2 separate regions of the Mus musculus genome follow, and region 2 is linked to region 1. A link is a contact called in public promoter capture Hi-C data. All regions are on one chromosome and are shown on one strand. The core of a region is the stretch at or near the end of the contact, and the rest is flanking DNA. Distances in the headings are between cores, read along the strand shown. Region 1 holds the start of Cd164 (CD164 antigen). Region 2 holds the start of Qrsl1 (glutaminyl-tRNA synthase (glutamine-hydrolyzing)-like 1).

Region 1 (4,325 bases), core at 1,318-3,817:
CCTTAAATATTCTACAGAATATTCAAGAATATAGAGCTTGTGACCACAAAGTTTCTTACCTTCTTGGCAATGTAACCAAAAGCAGGTAATATTATTAGTAAAGGTGGCATTAACACAGGAAACACAGCTGTTGAAGCTCGCACAGGTTTCTGAGGGGAAATTATGAAATCAATGAATTGACATTTCATTAGTTTGCTCTACATCTATTTTCAACAGTAAGCGTTAGATATAGTTTTAAAAATTAATAATTCTTCAAAATAGTCAAACTTAATAAACTGGTATAAGACATTTCAAGCATGGTTCAGGAAATTAATATTGACGACCTGAGTTCAATCCCCCAGACGCACAAGGTGGAAGGAGAGAACCAATGTTGTCTTCTGACCTCCATTTGCATGCTGGGGCAGGAAGTGTGTTCACATACATGTACATACACACGAATATTAAACAATTATTTAAGCCTGGGGTAGTGTAATCCCAGCACTTCAGAGGGAGAAGCAGAAGATCTCTGAGTTCCAGACAGAGTGGGTTCCACAGCTGGTGGGAGTATACAGTACTAGGAAGTGACTGTCAGCCAATCCTTCACAAGACTGAAGATACATTCATGGACTCTCAAGATAAAACAGTAAACACTAGAACATCAACACAGAGAAGCCACTGCCTCCAAACACCAGAGAAACAAGTTTTAATAAAGCGCGTAAGCTTGAAAAAATTCAACTCGAACAGAAACAAGCCAATCTCAATAGATTTTGTCTTCATCGGTGATTTGACTTCCACAGTCTTCTCTACAACCTGGAAATGCTCCTAAAGGGGCCACTGTCATATATGTGCCCGACAGCAATCCAAACCTGTGGGTCCTGACCCCTCTGGGGGTGTGGGTGAGTGGAACAGCCCTTTCACAGGGGCCTGCTAAGACCATCTGCCTATCATATTTACATTAGGATTCAAAACAAGCAACACAATTAGTTACAAAGTGGCAACAAAACAACTGTATGGTTGGGGCTTCGGGAACACTAAACCAAACAATCCAGAAATTAGAATTTAGCAGGCCAGAATGGAGCTAAGTTCCTTTCTTTTCTAGAAACTAGTCGCCTGCACCATTCTCCTTTGCTGAAGCCCTGGATCTCAACACGTATTTACTGCAAACAGGACACGAAGAACCATTCATAAAGTACTCGTTCTTAAGACACGCTGTTCACAACAGTGTAGCCTGATAATGGATGCAGCCTTCGGAATGCTGCAGCTAACCCCGTAATTGCCAGAAAACACAAGTTATCTCCTCTGTGGGCATTTCAATTATACAAGGCAATTAACTTGTATTTCCAGGCTTCTCTTAAAACAATATGAAGAACCCACACATTACAAGTCTGGGAGGAAATTGTCAAGTAGGTAGGAGTCAAACAATATTTTACTTTATCACTTTAACCGTGATAGAGATTCCCAGAACTGTTCTGTAATTTACTTTGTTCATTTAAAAATATCTGTTACCCTAGCATCCTTCTAACAAAAAATCGGGAACTACTTAGTTTTATTCATATTAAAAAAAAAAAAAAAAAAAAAAAACCAAAACCCTAGAGAAGGCACTAGGACAAGTCAATCTTTAGGTTGAGAAGCGCAGTTACTAGATTAAGAGCAATAACCAACTTAAAGCACGTCGTGTTTTCACCTCATTACTTCAAATTTACCTTCTGTCTCATTTGCGTCGTCACGGCCTATGCCAATTTGTACAAGCCTTAACGAACCCTAGAGTTGAACAAAAGGCGTGTTCCTTGATCGGATTTCAGAAAAACGGACAGACTGAATTTCAACCTAACTCCACAGCCTTAAAACACAGGCCCCCGGGAGATCACATCTTGCTCTTTATATGTCCCTAGGTTTCACTTCTCATCATCCGCCACAAGCCTCGTTCTTCCCTTACCACTCAAATCTCAGATACAGCCAACACCGCTCAGCTAAGTCAACGTGAAGTTACAGGAGGCTCGCTGGTGGGAGGGGGCAAAGGGACACCCAACTCATCTCTAAATGTCCCCCACCTATCCCGAACTCCTTCATTAGAAACTTCCGGAGAAGTTTCGAGGGGAGGACAAGAGTCTGTCCCACGAGCCCAAAGTTTGCGCACCCCGCCGACCGCGGGGCGCGTCGCCTCGTCCAATTACTCCTAACTGCCACCGCGGAAGCAAGCCACGTCGCCGTCCCGAGCTGCGGCGCGGAGTTACCAGGCGCTTGGGGGGATGGCGCCTCTGAGGGCAACGCTCGCGGCCTAGCTCGCCTGTCGCCTTCGCCCCCCACCCCGTCGGGCCGCCGTCCTCCGGCCGGGCGGCCATGTTGCGCGAGTCCCCACCGGCTCGGCGCGTGCGGCGGGCGCCCACCTGGTAGCACGGTGGGCATTTGCGTCGTCGGGACCACTTTGGTGGTCGTGGTCGGCACCTCGGTCACGTTGGGAGCCAGGGTGGTGATGTTGGGCTGCGCGGCCGAGACGCAGAGCACGGCGAGGCAGGTGGCGGCCCAGAGCAGTCGGCGGGAGGAGCCCGACATTGTGTCTTCAGCCCAGGCGTCCGGGAGAAAAGCTGCGGCAAAGCAGGCTCCGTCTAGCACTGCGTCCCTGCGGCGCCGCCCCCCGAGAAGCCCGCCCCGCGGGAGCGCGCGCCGGTCACGTGAGCAGCCCGGCGGGGCGGGGCGGAACGGGCGAGACCACTAGGAAGCCGGCCGGAGGGAGAGAAGCGGCCGCGGAGACCTCTAGGGCAGCAGTCCGTGCGTCGCAAGCCGTCCTTCTTGTCCTGGGAGGATCACGCGCGGCACAATGGAGCTTTCCTCACATCTGCACCACGGATGATCTCCCCCCGCCCTGGCAAGGATGGAACTGCCCACGTGACGTAGCGAGGGGCGTCCACCTGCGCCGCCTGGGAGGCGGGCCGCGAGGTGTCACGTGACCCCTCGGTAGCGCGCTGCGGGTAAGAAGCCCGGAGGCTCTGAGACCGCTGAGCTTGAGTTCTGCTGACCGCGCTCGCCTAGGGCTCTGTAGGAGCCGCCTTTTCTTCCGTGAAGCTTGATTTATTTTTAAGTGTGAATTTTTGTTTTTGAGAGTTCGGGGACTCAGTAATGACGGAACCACGGGATCCAAGAGTTTGCCGGGCCACTGGTTCAGTGCCCGTAGCTGTGGGTGGGACCGAAAGTGATCTGTCCCGGACGCTTCCTTGTCGTAACCGCCACCGGTGCCCTTGCCTCACCTGCTTCTTCCGAGTCACTCAGAGATCCGCAGTAGGGATCGATCTGTCCCAGCCCCAATCACTGTGGTCAGAGAGGAAGACGGCTAGGGATGAAAAGCCTTCGTGCCTCTTCCTATCCCCACATCACGAGCGACGAAGTATGAGACTTGGGGAAAGTGACCTGACCCTGACACTAGGATAGCATAGTGGCAGAACAGGCATTTTCAGTGCCTGTTGGCGGACTCTGGCTCTCTTTAGTCGTGAGCGCCATCTGATGCCGGGTCTCACAAAATAATCAACGCTTGACATGCTTATAGTAGGTGGTTTTGGTTTTTTTTTTTTTTTTAAATGAGACTTGAAAATGATAGGTAGAGCTAGGAATGTAGTTCATTTGGTAGAACGATTGTCCCTCATGCAAGAGTCCCTGGGTTTTGCACTATGCTGTCTTGATTGTTTAGCGTTTGCCATATTTTATGTTACAATTTTAATGTCATAATTTTAATTATGCATGTGACCCTAATAACAAGAATATCAGATGTTTCGGTGGTGTCTGTTTCGCTGTAGTATGCATTTTAAAAAATGACTCTAAAAGCATTTTTACAACTTTAGCGAAAGATTGAAAGCCCTTATTTCTGCCAGTAATGAATTTAATGTGGTTCCTTTGTGGGTGTACTCTGTAAAATAAATATGAGCCAGTGGGTTGTGACTGACCAAATCAATGGTCTTAGCATTAAGGTGCAGTCAAATAGTCATCATAAGAGCTTTAGAGAAGCTGCTGTTCTCTCAAACGCCTCACATGACACCTAGGCTAAAAGAAGAACTTCTGTTTGGAGATTTTAAAGCAGAGGTTATGTTCCATCTCCTCTTCCTGCTCCCAAATCGATGATCTCATTTGTCCCTAGGATGAACACACTCTGCTGTGGGGACCATTGATTTAACAGCTTGTCACTTGAGTGTTCCAACTATAGTCATCAGATTTCCTTTCGTTTCTATAAGGGGACAATTTCAAGACTAACAAACTGCTGGCTCGGTTTATTTTAATAGCATATACAGTACTAGATCAAGATTTAGTTCCAAAGTCATTTTCACTGCTGTAGAATCAGCTTTATTTTCAGTTTAAAG
Region 2 (4,325 bases), core at 1,176-3,675, 2.4 Mb before region 1:
CCTGCAATCTGAACAATGTGTCTTTAAAAAGCATCTTCTTTTCCAAGTCTTTATGGGGCAACCTTTCCATCATTATTTCAAGTAACAGTGTAACAGTGTAACAGAAGACAGAACCATGTATGAAAATCCAGATGTCGTAAAAGGCATCAAAGAGATGTACTGAAGTGTAAAACAATGCTAACTTGTCTCAATTTCCTGGATTATTTTGGAAAATTATTTTTACAACTTATTAAATTGTATTTATTTAGGGCATAGCAAAATGTGGCACAGGCAACTTTCCATGGTGATTTCTCTCCTTCTACCATGCAAGTCACAGGGACTGAACCTGGGTCTTTGGGCTTGACAGCAAGTGCCTTTCCCCACTGGGCCATCTCACTGACATACACAGTTCTTCTATCCCAGAAACCTCTTTGGAATTAAATCCTGTGCTATATCAATCACTGCCCTACACTAAGTCATACATGAGCACTCCTGCTGAGGCACTGAAGGCCACTGTAGGCCCCCACACAAGCCCTTCAGAACACTGACCCAGGGTTAAACATGGCAGCTTCCTTAACCACTAGGTAGTTAACTTCCTGTGAATTGGTCATCTCAGAACATATTCATCTTCAGAAGACACACGTGAGTTCCCATAAGCGAGACTGACAATATTTTTGCCAGTTTTTTCCAGAATTAAAGTAATTTATAAATACAAATCAATTTGTTCACCACTATAATAGAACCACAGTATAGAATATAAGAATACATTTAAGGAATGCTCTCCCCAAGCTGTTCAATATGACCCAGCAAGAGAAATTAGGATAACATTATCCCAGCTTCAGCGGGTGTATAACAAGAAAACACATTTAAGCTGGAGGTGGGGAGTGGGGAATGGGGATATGAGAAATGACGAGGATGCTGTGCCCCTATCAGGAGTTCTGCTCTGTTGCTTGGTACACTGGGCCTATAACAGAAGCTGTGAACCGTGGGACAGCAAGAAGGATACAGGAATTACATAGACCCAGACTCTGAACTGATGGGGAAACATAGCCAAACTCTGGAGCCTGTGCTGGACCCTAAAATTACCACAGAGCAAATTAACTGTAGATATCACTTCTCGGTCCCAACTCATATGTGAAAGGAAACAAACACATTTAATAAAAGATTAAAGTATACCTTAGCAGTTGTGACAACAAAACGTCGTAAATATTTGCAGGGATAGTATCAGAAACCAGATGGCTCTGCCTATAGTGGTGCTTGCTACCAAGCCTGGTGGTCAGTTTAATGCCCGGAGCCTACCTGGTAGAAGGAAGAAACTCACTCCCACAAGATGTCCTTTGACCTCCACTTGGGCCCTGTTCCACACACCCAAACACAAAATAAATACATGTAATAAGAAACCTAAATGACTCCCTCACGCCAACCTAAATGTAGTCTATTAACTAGGTGTGGTCTACACCTGCTAAATCCCAGGCCTGGAGAGGCAGAGCAGGAGGGCGGCAGAGTGGAGACTAGTCAGTGGTATACAATGAATTGGAGGCCAGCCTGGGCTAGACAACGACCCCTTGTTTCAAAAGAAAAACAACAAAACACCTGTGTGCCCAGTGAATTTTGATTTAAAACCAAACAAACCCGGACAACTTACTTCTCATATTAACATCTATAGGATTTACACTGGCAGCGTGGACTTTGATAATGACTTCATTTGGATAGTGTATGATAGGTAACATCATGTTCTGGGTGAATCGAAGGACTTCATTCTTTCCATATTTATCTATCACCCAAGCGGGCATGACAGTGCTCCTCGCAGACGTAGTACTAATGCCTCTAAATGGTGGCTTTGGGATAACTGTCCTTCTCCAGAAGCAGGCGGCGGCACAAGCACTTCTTCTAAGTACACAGGTCTTCAAAACGCCCATCCTGAGCAGGGATGGAGAACGTTTCCTCGAAAAAAAGAAAAGAAAAAAAGAAAAAGAAAAAAGAAAGGAGGAGCGGGGGTGGGGGGTGCGACGGTGGAGAGAAAGGACCTGAAGCAGGTCAAACTAACACATTTCAATTCAGCCAAAATCTGCCAAACCCACAGGTCAATTAAGCGAGGGGGAGCTTTCAGAAGCAAACTCAACCTAAAGCCGCGACGGAATTAAAATAGAATTGCTACTGTGCTCCCCACGTCAGAAATGTCCCAGTTGGCGTCCAGTCAGTACACTGGCCATTCCTTCCTTACGCTCTCCTTCCCCTTAAGGAAAAAAAAGCAAGCAAGCAGGGAGTCCTCAGAGGGACAAGCAAACAAGGCTAGCAATTCCTAGGTCAGGCGGATTCCTGACACGACCCCGGCCGCGGTCTCCTTGCCTGTCCGCGCGCCTCCGGTCGCCGGCGCGCGAGCCAATCGTGTGCAGAGATCATTTCCGCCGCCCGGAACTCGACCAATCCAGGCGCTCGTTGTTAAAGAGGAGCCAAGATGTCTGCGCCCATGTAACGCCGGTGGCAGAGATTGACTCCTTCCTCTGTTCCGGGACCCGGTGCTACCGGCTGACTCCGAGGGCTATGCTGGGCCGGACTCTCCGAGAAGTGAGTGGACATGGCCAGGAGGGGACCAGGGAGGGCTGAGACACTGGAGGACTCGGAAGTTCAAGGTCGCCCCGGGTCACGCCGCACGGCACGCCCCCCCCCCCCGACCGCCTACATTCCTGAGTGGGAAGTGGGATTCGAACCTAAGCTCTTACCGTACACGCTGAGTCAATCCCCTAGAGTCAGAACGTCAAAAAGTTTGAACCCCTGAGCCGTGGAGTGGAACGACAGTCAACCCGCGCGATTAGGGAGAGGTTTCTCAGACAAGCCATCTCAGTCCCGTCGCTGCTGTGCTCGCTTAGGGACGGGGCGGTTTTGTAGCATGCACATTTGAAACAAACAAAAAAATTGGTGGCTTAAAAAAAAAAACAAAAAAAAACTAGGATTTCTACCACATCGTGTTTGAACATCTACTTAAGCTGTAGGTCGCAACCACAAATGTAGGAGAAAATGTGACAGCAGTTTTGAAAGGGAAGGAGGAGTGTTCCTGAGACAGTGGGCAAAGTTAATTCAAAAATCAAACTGTGAGTTGTGAGTTCAAGGTGTTTCTGACCGCACCCAGCGGTGCTTCCTCACGACTCTCTGCAGCAGGGTATGTGTGCACTGCCCAGCAAATGCTGCCGGAAACATCTCAACTCAGAATCGAGAGTATTGTTTATTAAGATTTAACATATGAGCAACTTTTCTAAACTTGTAGAAACATAATTATTTAATTTCAGAAAGCAAAACCTTTTAATATTTTACTAAATCGTTTTTCAGCTTGTCATACCCTAAGTGTGAAATGCGTGCATCTTTGGGATTTGTTGCTTTAAGGTGCTTGATTCTAAAAATGGCTGAGTTATTGACTTGAGTCTCATTCAAAAATCACTAAATAAGTTTTGATGTGAGATTATTCAGCTTTTTCCCAATATGGCGCTAAACATGCTCCTACAATTTTGTACAACATATTTATGCAAAGTGGTGTTCTCAGCACTGATATATCAAATCAAAATATTGGTAAACTGAAAAAAAATGAAAAACGTTGAGGAAACCTACAGCCAGGATTTAATTCTTTATTTAAAAATAAGCAAGTCTATGCATTTATTGGTATGCAGGTTTACTTTCATCTTTAATAGTAGAATTATGTACACCAAATAATTTTGTAAATATCTATATTTATTTATTTATTTATCTATTGTATATGGGTCTTTTGACTGCATGTATGTCTGCACACCAGAAGAGTGTATCAGATCCCATGTCACTACAGTCTTAAGTGGTTGAGAGCTGCCTTATGGGTGCTGGGATTTGAACTCAGGGCCTGTGGAAGAGCAGCCAGTGCTCTTAGCTGCTGAGGCACTACTCTAGACTCCATAGAATGGTTCTAAAATCAAATCCTTTATGATTTAGCAATTAATGCCTTGTATACCTACTTTGTATCTCAGTATACCTGTGCTTTGCAAAGCTTGTCTAGCACAAAAGGATTGTGAGTAGAAAAAGCTTCAGAAGCCCTGCCCAGGCTCGTATCTGTGAGGGCCTTCTGGAGGGCTCTTCCAAATGCCCAGAACACTCTAAACAAAGCAGAGGTGTCATTGCCCAAGCCAGAACAAAACCGGGAAGCACACCGTTACCCGTGGGTCTGTACACTGCCCTTCACTCTCCCTGTCCATCAACTCACTAAGCCCTCTAGTCTGTTCTCTTGAGATACCGTCCCACCTTAAGTCTTAGTCTTGCTTCAATATGGCTCGCCTGCCTTTGTTTGGGGCCAAACTCTCTTCAAGCTTTACAACAGTCTGCTCACC

What was found. Promoter capture Hi-C pulls out the DNA fragments that hold promoters and counts their contacts.
Region 2: a contact with region 1 is called in a promoter capture Hi-C map of liver, with 6 times the contacts expected there. The contact joins the promoter of Qrsl1 here to the promoter of Cd164 in region 1. A contact is called at or near these places in 2 of 39 promoter capture datasets (liver and pre-B cells).

What each region holds. Positions count from the first base shown.
Region 1 is chr10:41,517,742-41,522,066 of GRCm38.p6, reverse strand. Cd164 (CD164 antigen) reads right to left here and starts at 2,567. Exons shown (of 6, transcript NM_016898.2): 1 at 2,367-2,567; 2 at 60-149. The coding sequence starts at 2,532.
Region 2 is chr10:43,899,836-43,904,160 of GRCm38.p6, reverse strand. It overlaps Qrsl1 (glutaminyl-tRNA synthase (glutamine-hydrolyzing)-like 1), which reads left to right and starts at 2,425. Exons shown (of 11, transcript NM_001081054.2): 1 at 2,425-2,547. The coding sequence starts at 2,524. It overlaps Rtn4ip1 (reticulon 4 interacting protein 1), which reads right to left and starts at 2,354. Exons shown (of 9, transcript NM_130892.5): 1 at 1,625-2,354. The coding sequence starts at 1,898.